Linked DNA regions of Sus scrofa: region 2 is linked to region 1. A link is a contact called in public Hi-C data. All regions are on one chromosome and are shown on one strand. Each heading gives the region's core, a stretch centred on a gene start, on an enhancer-like site or on the middle of the called end of the contact. The rest is flanking DNA. Distances are from core to core; before and after follow the strand shown. Region 1 holds the start of EPB41 (protein 4.1). Region 2 has its middle 21 kb from the start of MATN1.

Region 1 (4,883 bases), core at 17-2,516:
TCTTAGTATTTTACCTGGATTATTTCATTTAATGACAGGCAGCTTGTAAGTGCCAATGCTGGGGACTGAGACCCAGGCAGTCTGATTTCAGAGCCCATCTAATTGGAAGACCACTGAAGTCATAGGAAGTCATTTGTCCTTAGTAGGCTTCAGTTTGCCCCATCTGTCCCCAAAGGGATTAGCTCTCCATGGCTCTCCAACCTGAAAAATTCTATGATTCTATGATTCTGTGATTCCTCAAAGTGGAAAGGGGATTAGGTATGTTCTCTGTGGGTAGAACTCTTAAAGGGCAGATTTGGCCATAAACTTTGAATGAGCTTTTGAAGTTTCAGGACGTTTTTAAAATGAAGGAGGCCTGCCTGGAAGATGGTGAGCTTCCTGTCATTGGAGGTATGTGAGCACAGGTCTGGAATAAGGTAGAGAGGGGAGGGGACATGGACCAGTAACCACACAAGCCCCTTTTAGCACTGATCAGATGGGATCAGGAGGGGGAAAATCTTTGAGAAGAGTGGCAAGGAGTTGCCCTCATGGCTCAGGGGTAAAGAATCTGCCTAGTAACCATGAGGATGCAGGTTCTGTCCCTGAACTCCTTCAGTGGGTTAAAGATCCACTGAGCTGAGCTGTAGCATAGGTCCCAGACGCAGCTGAGATCTGGCATTGCTGTTGGTAGGCCAGGAGCTACAGCTCCGACTGGACCCCTAGCTGGGAACCTCCATACGCTGCGTGTGAGGCCCTGAAAAAAAAAAAAAAAAAAAAAAAAAGAGTGGCAAGATGGGAATAAGGGGAATGAAAGCCCACATTTACTGAATGCCACCCACTGTGTGCCAGACCTGTGTTTGGCATTTAACATATACTGCTAATTCTCAGGAAGACATTCTAAGATTCATAGTTGAGGAAAGATTCAGAGACGTGACTCACTCAAGGTCACACAGGTGGGACAGGTCATCCAGGTGTCCTCGCCAGGGTTGCTTCCCTAGGTCCCCTATGACCAAATCCCTGTCTCCCTTCCAGCCCTTAGGGGTAGCACCACGTGGAAAATTGCATCATACTTTAGGCGTATGACGTCAGAATCCACACCAGCCAATCTAGGAACTCCCTCCCCAACCCTCCCCAGACCCAACGGGTGAGCCCTCGACCGCCCACAGCTGGCCGTACCATCAGGCCGCACCTGCAGGCCCCGCCCCTTCCCGGTTGCGACATTCACTCTGTCCTGCCCCGTTCGCCCCGCCGCCCCACCGAATGGCAGTTGTCTGCGCCTATCAGAAGGCGCCCCGGGTCGGGGGCGGGGCTTCAAGCCAGAGTTGCCCTGTCAGTGCAGGTGGAGGCCCCCGGCGGGGCAAAGTGGCAGGAACCTCTTAAAGGGCGAGAGCGGCGGAGGGCGAGAACGCGGTCCGGCCCGGCCCGGCCAGGTCTCCGCCCGGTCCGGCCCAGGTGAGCCTGGACCGCCTGGGGGGCGACCCCGGGCCCCCGGGAGGGACGGGGTGACAAACAGATGGACCTGTGCCCAAGGGCCCAGGCCGTCCCACGGGAGGGGACATATCTGGTTCTAAGGGTCGGGGTCGGGGGCTCTAGGAGTCCCGAGTTCCAAGTTCCGAACTGGAGGTCCATAGGGGCCTGGGCGTCTCGAAGTTCAGGGTGCAGGGAGGGCAGGGGCGACAGGAAGGGGGTCCTAGAGCTCGCGTCCGAAGCTGGACGCTTGGCGTTGGCGGTCCCAGCGGGTCCCGGGTCTGTCTGCGGCGGGGGTCCTGGGTTGGGTGCCAGCCGGCGGGTCTCTGCGGAGTGCTGCAGCACAAGCGCTCCCCCCACAACCCCGCCCTGTCAGGCCCCGCGTGCTCCTGCCGGGCAGGCTGCAGCGCCCGCGGAGCAGGCGGGCGGGCTGGCGGCGCACAGCGGGAAGGGGCACCCGGCTCCGGGGCCCCTGGATTGCTCTGGCTCTTACGTAACTGACTTTGAGTTTCCGGACTCAGGGACCCGAGAGCTGGGGCGCCGGCTCTGCCCGCCAGGGTGGCTCTCCGGTCGCCGCCCCGGCCGCACATGCTCTCTTCCAGGCGTGGTCTAGGGGACTTCTCTCTCTGCGTCTCTGATCTGCCGGACTCTGTCGGGCTCTGGTTCCGGCTTCTGATTCTCATCCCCCGGGTCCTTGTGACTCATCTCCTCTCTGCATGACCCAGTCTTTCCCTGCCCCTGTCCTCTGGCTTTCTCGAAGAGTTTTCTGCCCTCACCTACACTTTCCAGCACACCCCACCTCTCTGGGGTAGCATAGGACTTCTCCAGCAAACTGGAGGCGGGAATTTGTCCAGACCGACCTCAGCCCAGCCCCGGAAGGACTGGGGGTGGGGGGGACTATCACGAAGGGTTGGAGGAGGTTACTCCCAGTGCGCAGCTTCTCCTGGTTGAATGTGACCCCTCAAGTTCCCGGATTAGGGAGGAAGGCAGCCCCTTCTCTGCTTCTGGAGCCCTTTTCTCCAGGAGGAGGCTTGGGGAGAGCCTTACCTAGGCTGGGACTTGGGAGTCCCTGTCTGGTGTCAGGGGCAGGGCAGCGGCTCAGATACTGAAGGGAAGAGAGGGGGGCCAGGAGAGAGGCCATAGCTCTGGCGCAGAGTCCCTGAAGTTGTGGCATGTCCCCAACCTTCATCCCAGTTACAGGCCTGGGGACCAGTCTTGACTGGAGGCTGGAGATGGGGAGGGTATCAACAGGAGGAGACCAGAGGACTTTTGCATGGGGGGAGGGGGAGGCTGGAGATAGACTCTCAGGTCTAAGGAGCACATACTGGAGTCACTTCCTGCCTTTCGGGCCCTTCGGAGTGTCAGAGAGACAGACACCCCTGAAATAACTCCTGTACCCTTCTGCTGTCAGGTGCATGTAAACAAAATGTTGTAGCAGCCAGGAGGTGGGAACTGTTAATTCTGACTAGGACTGTGGGAGGAGGGACTTTGCAGAGGGGCTGGAAGGTTTGGGAAGAAGGGGATCCAGAAGCTGTAGGGAGCAGAGAGGAGGAATAGAGGGGACCTCTGGTACTCTGTAGGCTTGGCATGCAGCAGAACTGGGTTTGAATCCTGGCCCTGCTACTTCCTTGCTGTGTGAGCTTGCATGAGTCACTTCACCTCTCTGAGCTCCAGGTGCCTCCTTGGTCAATAATCCAGGCATTAGCAGAATCAGATGAGGCAATGAGTGTGTGGTGTTCTAGGGTGGGGGTGTTTTCAGAAAGAAATGGAGTGGGGAAGCCCTGAGGTTTCCTCTGTGTATATAGGAGAGTCAGGCAGGGCCTGCCAGGTCCTAGCAGTGGGATGTGGGTGGAGTGCCTGGGTGTGTGGTGGCACCTGTCTGTCTCTCGATCAGCCCATCTCTGAACTGCCTAGGCCAGGCTGGCCTCCCTTCTGAAGGCCCCAGGTGCCAATAGAAGCTCCCAGGCTGCCCCACTCCCTAGGCCAATGGGGGTGGGGCCTCTGGCAGGGCAAGGCCAGCACCCCCTCTGCAGAGTGGACCCTGGCTGGGAGCCCGGCTGGCTGTGCTGAGCAGAAACATCCCAGCCTGGCTGGGAAGATGCTGACGCTGTACAGGCCTCTGGAGGCCTAGAGCTCTGCTGGCTGGAGTTGGGTGCAGCTGGTAGGATCTGAGACAGAGGCTGGCAGGGGTGAGAGCAAAGAAGGGAGATGCAAGGAGAGATCCCCTGGAGGGGGAGCCTGAATAGAGCTGCGGAACCAGAGGGATTACATGGGGGTTATTCCCTAAGCATTTCCTGAGCACCTACTGTGTGCTATACACAGGTTCGCTAGGCAAAGAGCTGAATGGGATACCCACAAAGCGTTCATCATATAGGTCATGGTGGCCTGAGATTTGTTGGGGGACTTTATAATAGTCCCCTGGGGGATGGGGGATACAGAATCTCCCAAGCTTAAGATTATGATGTTTATTAAAAGGGGCAGGGAGTTCCCGTCCTGCCTCAGTGGTTAACGAATCTGACTAGGAACCATGAGGTTGCAGGTTCGATCCCTGGTCTTGCTCAGTGGGCTAAGGATCCGGCGTTGCTGTGAGCTGTGGTGTAGGTTGCAGATTTGGCTTGGATCCTGTATTGCTGTGGCTCTGGTGTAGGTACTGTAGCTCCGATTAGACCCCTAGCCTGGGAACCTCCATGTGCCGCGGGTGCGGCCCTAGAAATGGCAAAAAGACACACACACACACACACACACACACACACACACACACACACACAAATAAATAAATAAAAGGGGCGGGATTCTACTCCCTGATAGCCTGCGGGAAGTCCCTTTTTTCCTGGATCTCAGTTTCTCTTTATATGAAATGGGAGGGCTGGGTGAATCTGGAGTCTCTAAGGATCTTCTAGTACCGTTACTACAGCCTCCAGGACCTGGTTGGGGCTACTCTCACCCCATGTGAGAAGAGGAGAGAAAATGGGGTGATGGGCCCCCCAGTCCTGTGCTCTCTAATCAGAATTAGAGCTGCAGCCTCTTGAGCACTTCTTGTGCATGGCACTCTGTGCCAAGCCCTTAGTATGCAGCATTAACTAATGTAATCTTTACATCCTTGTGAGGGAAGAGCTGTTATCCTTATTTCACAGAAGTGCAGGCAGTAGCTGGGCTGGGATTCTAACTCAGGTCTCTCTGACTCCAAAGCCCAGATTCAACTCAAAGGGGAGCCTCCACACTGCTTAGCCCTTTCTTGCAGAAACTGCCTGACCCCTACTGGGTGAGCTCAAAGTTCTGGGATGGTCGGGCTGGGCCCAGTGAGGGGGCAAAGGCGCAGAGGGAGCACCTTGTGGGTCAGGGCCCCCCAGGGAGTTTCTCCAGAGGGCCAGCTCTGCCTGACCACACTCAGGTGCAAGAGCTGGGCACTGAAAGGCAGCCTTGGGTATGTGGCCAGT
Region 2 (5,111 bases), core at 2,111-4,610, 1.5 Mb after region 1:
CAGGGGATTTTCCTGGGCCCCCATCAATGCAGACATGAAAGAACCAACATTTACAGGCTCTATCAAACACACGCTTCAGGGCCACAGATGGAACCCTCCAGGAAAGGCCCTGGATGAAAAGTGGGGAAACTGAGGCTCAAACTGTGGCCTGCTCACTTCCTAGATGTGTGTCTTGGGCACTCTCAGCCTCGGTTTTCTCATCTGTAAAGTAGGAGTGAGGGTCCTACCTGTGGGGATAGCATGAGGGTTAGAATGGGACTTGTGTGCCTGGCACGCCGTGCACCATCAAAAAACGTGGGTTCAGGCAGGCTCTGAGGTTGGACTTTGAGTTCTCTGCTGGCTCCTTTCCTGGAGCTCTCCTGGTTCCTAATGCTTTGTGAATTCATCCATCCTTCCCTCCATCCATCCATCCACTTACCTATCCATCCACCCATCCATCTACCCTTCCACCCACCCATCTATCCTCCCATCTATCCATCTACCCATCCATATATCCACCCACCCATCCCTCTGTCCATTCATCCATCCCTCTGTCCACCTATCCATCCACCCATCCACCCATCCACCTCCCTGTCCATCTACCCATCCAACTATCCAATCATTCTCTTGCTAATTTACAACATGAACCTAGAACTGCTTTGTGCAGACACTGGCAAAGAGGAAGACTGTCACTGACACTGAAGGCCCTTCCAGCCCAGTGAGAAGGGCCAGAGGTTGAGGGATGATGGGTGGTTGGGGCCAGAACTGAGGTCTGGTGGAAAGAGTCCTGAGGGAAAGCTGGGGAGAGAGCACGCACCCTGGGGGAGTCAAGGAGGACTTCAGGAGCGGGGTGCTGAGCTATCAGCAGCCTCAGCAGAGAAGGAAGGATACTCTGGGCAGAGGCAGGGCACATGCAGAGAGGAGGCGGTACAGATGAGCCTGGTTTACTTGAGAAAGAACTCAGCCTGGCTGGACCCCAAGTTCAGCGCTAAGGTGGGTGTTTCAGGAGGGAGCAGGGAGAAGACTCAGCCTTAAAAGAGGCAGGGCCAGACTCAGAGAAGCTTTGAATTCCAGGCCAAGAAAGTTGAACTCGATCCCACAGGCAGTTAGGAGCCACCAAAGGTTCTTGAGCTGAGGCGTGGCAGGAAAATTCATATATTAGAAAGCACCTTCCAGGGAGTTCCTGTTGTAGCTCAGCAGGTTACAAACCCAACTAGTATCCATGAGGATGCAGATTCAACCCCTGGCCTTGGGATGCGGATTCAACCCCTGGCCTTGGGATGCGGATTCAACCCCTGGCCTTGCTCAGTGGGTCAAGGACCCAGCATTGCTGTGAGCTGTGGTGTAGGTCGCAGGATCTGGCGTTGCTGTGACTGGGATGTAGGCCAGCAGCTGCAGCTCCGATTCAACCCCTAGCCTGGGGAAATTCCATATGCTGCAGGTGTGACCCTAAAAAATAAAAAAAAATTAAAAAAAAAAAAAACCCAGGAGCTCCCTAGATTTCCTGACACCAAACATTCAAACTCCCAGACACCCAAAAGGCCCTCCTCCTCCAAGATGGAGACTGTGTCCCCTCCAGCTGGCTGTCCAGCCCAGACCTGCTCTGACCAGGCCCTCCCACTCACCGCCTCAATCCAAGGGGAGAGGCAAGGGCAGCTTTCATCTCTTTATCTATCTGTATCTACTTCTTGATTTCTCTCTAGGTCTATCACCCCCTTCCCTTCACACCTGATTCATATTTATTTATATTCAAGTCTCTCTCACCTTCTAACAAACAAAAAATAAACCTGAACTTATTTCCCCACCAGCTATCTCCCTCTCTTTCCCCTCACGGCCCAAATTCCTAAACCAGTCATCCACACTGACTGTCACCCACACACACACTCCTGTGCCTGCCTCAGTCTCCATGCAGCCTCTGTGACACTGCCCTTGTCAAGGCCACACTGACCTCCATGTCGGTTCAGCCAGGAGCCACCTCCGGCCTGCAGCCACCGCCTCCTGACTGGCTTCTTCCCACCCTCAGCCCTATCCACACCCACTTGGCGGCCCAAATCTGCTCATGTCCCTCCCCTGCTCACACCCTGCATAGCAACTGTCACACTCAGATAACATCCCAACCCCCTGGCATGGCCCCTGCTGCCCCCAAACCACTTACTGGATGGATGGATGAATAGATGAGTATAGATGGTGGATAGATGGATGATAGATAGACCAATGATACATGGATGGTGGATGGATGGATAAATAGATGGATGGATGAATAGATGAGGATAGATGGTGAATGGGTGAATGATGGATGGATGGATGGACAGATGAGGATAGATGGTAGGTGGATGGATGGATGGATGGATGGATGGATGGATGGATAGATGAGCATGTCAAGAACAACAGAGCTGGTTCAAACTACACCTGCCCCAAATTACACCAAACTGTCCCTGCCTGACCAGCAGGTCTTCACCCCACAGGACGATGGAACCTCACCCAGGATGAAGCTTGACTGTTCTGGGGACTTGACCTGCCTTTTTGGTTGCTCCTCTGAGCTACACCTCTTGTGTGGTGGGTCTCTTGGTTTCAGTCTACAGTTAAGGATATGGGGGCGCCAAGAGGCTGCGTCAGTGCCCAGCAGGTGGCTGAACTGGCCCAGAGCAGTGAATGTGAGATGGGCCCCCCTCATGGGGCTATGCCAAGAACTGGGAGACAAGCTCTCCAGAAGCTGAGAGACACAGGTCACCTGACCCAGAATAAGCTCCTGATGATACAGTGATACTAATACTACTGCTAATGCCACCACTGCCACCACGGCTCTGGGCCAGCCCTCCCCTTCCTCACCCTGTCTAAACCCCGTTAGACCAGCTGCCACTACTCACCCCACGTTACAGAGGATGAAACAGGCTCACGAGGTGCAGGTCCCCCTCCGGATCCAGGGGAGGCCCCAGAGCTCACTCACGGGCCCCCTCAGTGTCTCCCGAGCTCCGGCAGCTTCTCTGACCCCCCTGCGCGTTTGCCGCCTCCACCCACCACTTACACAACATTGATTTTGATTCAATCAGTCCCTTTAAATGGACTTGAAATGGCCTCCTTCTTTCAATTTGCCTCACCCTGAGCAATAACATCCGTGAAATCAGGGGGTTAATGCCTTAATTGCTTAGGATTTTTCTCTGATACCATTTTAAATAAACACATGACTGGTAAAATATAAAATATGAGTGTTTGTCCATGTACCACCCGTAGTCACCTCTCAGACCCCCTCACCCTGGGAGACTCCAGAGCTGCTGCTGGAGGGGCAGGGAGGCGGGGGCAGGGGGGTAGAGGAAATGGCATCTGAGTGAGTGGACACAGCCTGGCCTCTCCCAATCCAGCGCAGCCTGGGGCAGTTTCTTTTTCCTCCTCCCCACCCGCATCTGCTGGCACAGGGAAATACCATGGCAGCTGGAGGGGGCCCAGCTCATCACAGGCTCCAGGAGGGAAGACCTCCCCTGGGGGGTAAGGGACCAAAAGTCTGTGATGTCCCCATGGGAATGCCAATGGCATTGCTGACAACGTCCCCTCCCCCAGTCGTGGCTCCTGGAAGAAGCCCCAGCTTGGGGCAAAATTCCTGGCTCTGCACTAGAGACAGAAGTGAGGCTGGGAGGGACTGCTGGCCCCGGGCCACGGGCTCCTGCCAGGAATGAAAGCGGGAAACTGCAAGGGAAAATCTGATACTAAGAAAAGGGAAAAATCCTTCCCCAGTGTGGCCACACGCCCAGGCAGCAGCTGTGCCAACCATGGCAGCCAGGGCGGAGGGAGGCGGTGGGCACAGAGGCCTCCAGGTGGGAGTGAGGCTGCAGGACCCGGCAAGGAGTCCAGAAGGGGATGTGGCCATGCGGGACAGGGCCCAGACACAGAATCAGTGGGGCCGGGACCCCAACCTGTGAAGGGGTTTCCTCCTGGAGGAAGGAAGACAGCGACCACGTGGGGCAGACAAGCCTGGGTTCAAATCCCAGAGCCTCTACTTGCCTCTGCAAGTCCCTTCTGCTCTCTGAGCCTCACTTTACCCAACCTGTGCAATGGGGAGAGTCCTAGCTCCCCAAATGGTTCAGAGGAATAAACGAGGTTAGACTCTTAGCACAAGGCTTAGCTCGGAGTGGGCACGGATATGTTAGTTGTTCACAGGTCTATATTTATAAATTACTACATATATATAAAGATTACTATAATATAAATTATTATTTATATATAACTACTATGTATAAATTACTATTTTTATATAAATACTATTTATAATTACTATTTATATATACATTACTATTTATATACATAAATTACTATTTATATAATAATATGTTTATATTTTATCTTAATATTTATTATTTGCATGATTATAGTATTTCTTCTTTTAATTTATATGTCATAAAGTAGAACATCTATTAAGCACAAGTTTAAGTATAATCATCTACTCTTTATACTTTAATATACCATAAATCACTTTTTTTTTTCTTTTGGCCACAACATGCAGCAGTTTGATGTGAGATCTCAGTTTCCAGACCAGGGACTGAACCTGAGCTGCCGGTGGAAGTGCTGAATTTTTAGACCAGCAGGGAACGCGGTATAAATTACTTTTTTTACTACCACTAAGAAGCGAGGGAACCGAGGGAGCTAGGATGTTCTGTGCGGCCCAGATGCCCTCATGCTTCCCACATTCACTCTGTCTGCGTGTCCATCAAGGCCCGGGAAGCAGAGCTGAGCTTGTTCTGGGGCACATCTGAGCAGAGTCACACCCACTCGGGCCAAATGTGTTGGAGCTGTTAGGGTGCTACAGTTCCAGGTTCAGTCCCAGGGTTGACGTCCCCTCTACATGCCTGGCACAGCCCAAGATGCCACCCATGAAATGAGGGTCCAGGCAGTAGAGGACTTGCCACGGTCACACGGGGCCTTTGGGTGGAGATCTACTCCCAGGATCCAGGCACAGGCAGGGTGGCCAGTGTCTAGACCATCCCTGCGCACTCCACACACCCCGTCCCTGAGCAGGGCAGCCCTCACACTTTATAAAAAGTGGGGACAGACAGAAAGGAGCCACTTCAGGCCCTGGAACCTGAGGGGCCCTGGGAGGGGACAGGTCCTGACAGGTTAGCAGGTTTTCCATGCGGAGGAAA

What was found. A called contact is a pair of places that touch in the nucleus more often than the background predicts.
Region 2: a Hi-C map of embryonic fibroblasts shows a contact between it and region 1, with 5 times the contacts expected there. The contact joins the enhancer-like site here to the promoter of EPB41 in region 1. A contact is called at or near these places in 9 of 47 Hi-C or Micro-C datasets (brain, embryonic fibroblasts, heart right ventricle and 5 more).

The regions. Positions count from the first base shown.
Region 1 is chr6:85,841,272-85,846,154 of Sscrofa11.1, forward strand. It overlaps EPB41 (protein 4.1), which reads left to right and starts at 1,267. Exons shown (of 17, transcript XM_021095721.1): 1 at 1,267-1,431. LOC106510640 (a long non-coding RNA gene) reads right to left here and starts at 584. Exons shown (of 3, transcript XR_001309282.2): 1 at 1-584.
Region 2 is chr6:87,327,836-87,332,946 of Sscrofa11.1, forward strand. No RefSeq gene overlaps it. Among named protein-coding and RNA genes, the nearest start is that of MATN1, 21 kb to the right of the region's middle. Within about 2 kb of position 3,361, at least 9 of the 83 cell types and tissues checked have an H3K27ac peak or open chromatin away from gene starts, as enhancers often do. A contact at or near this core is called in embryonic fibroblasts and omental adipose tissue, where this site is marked.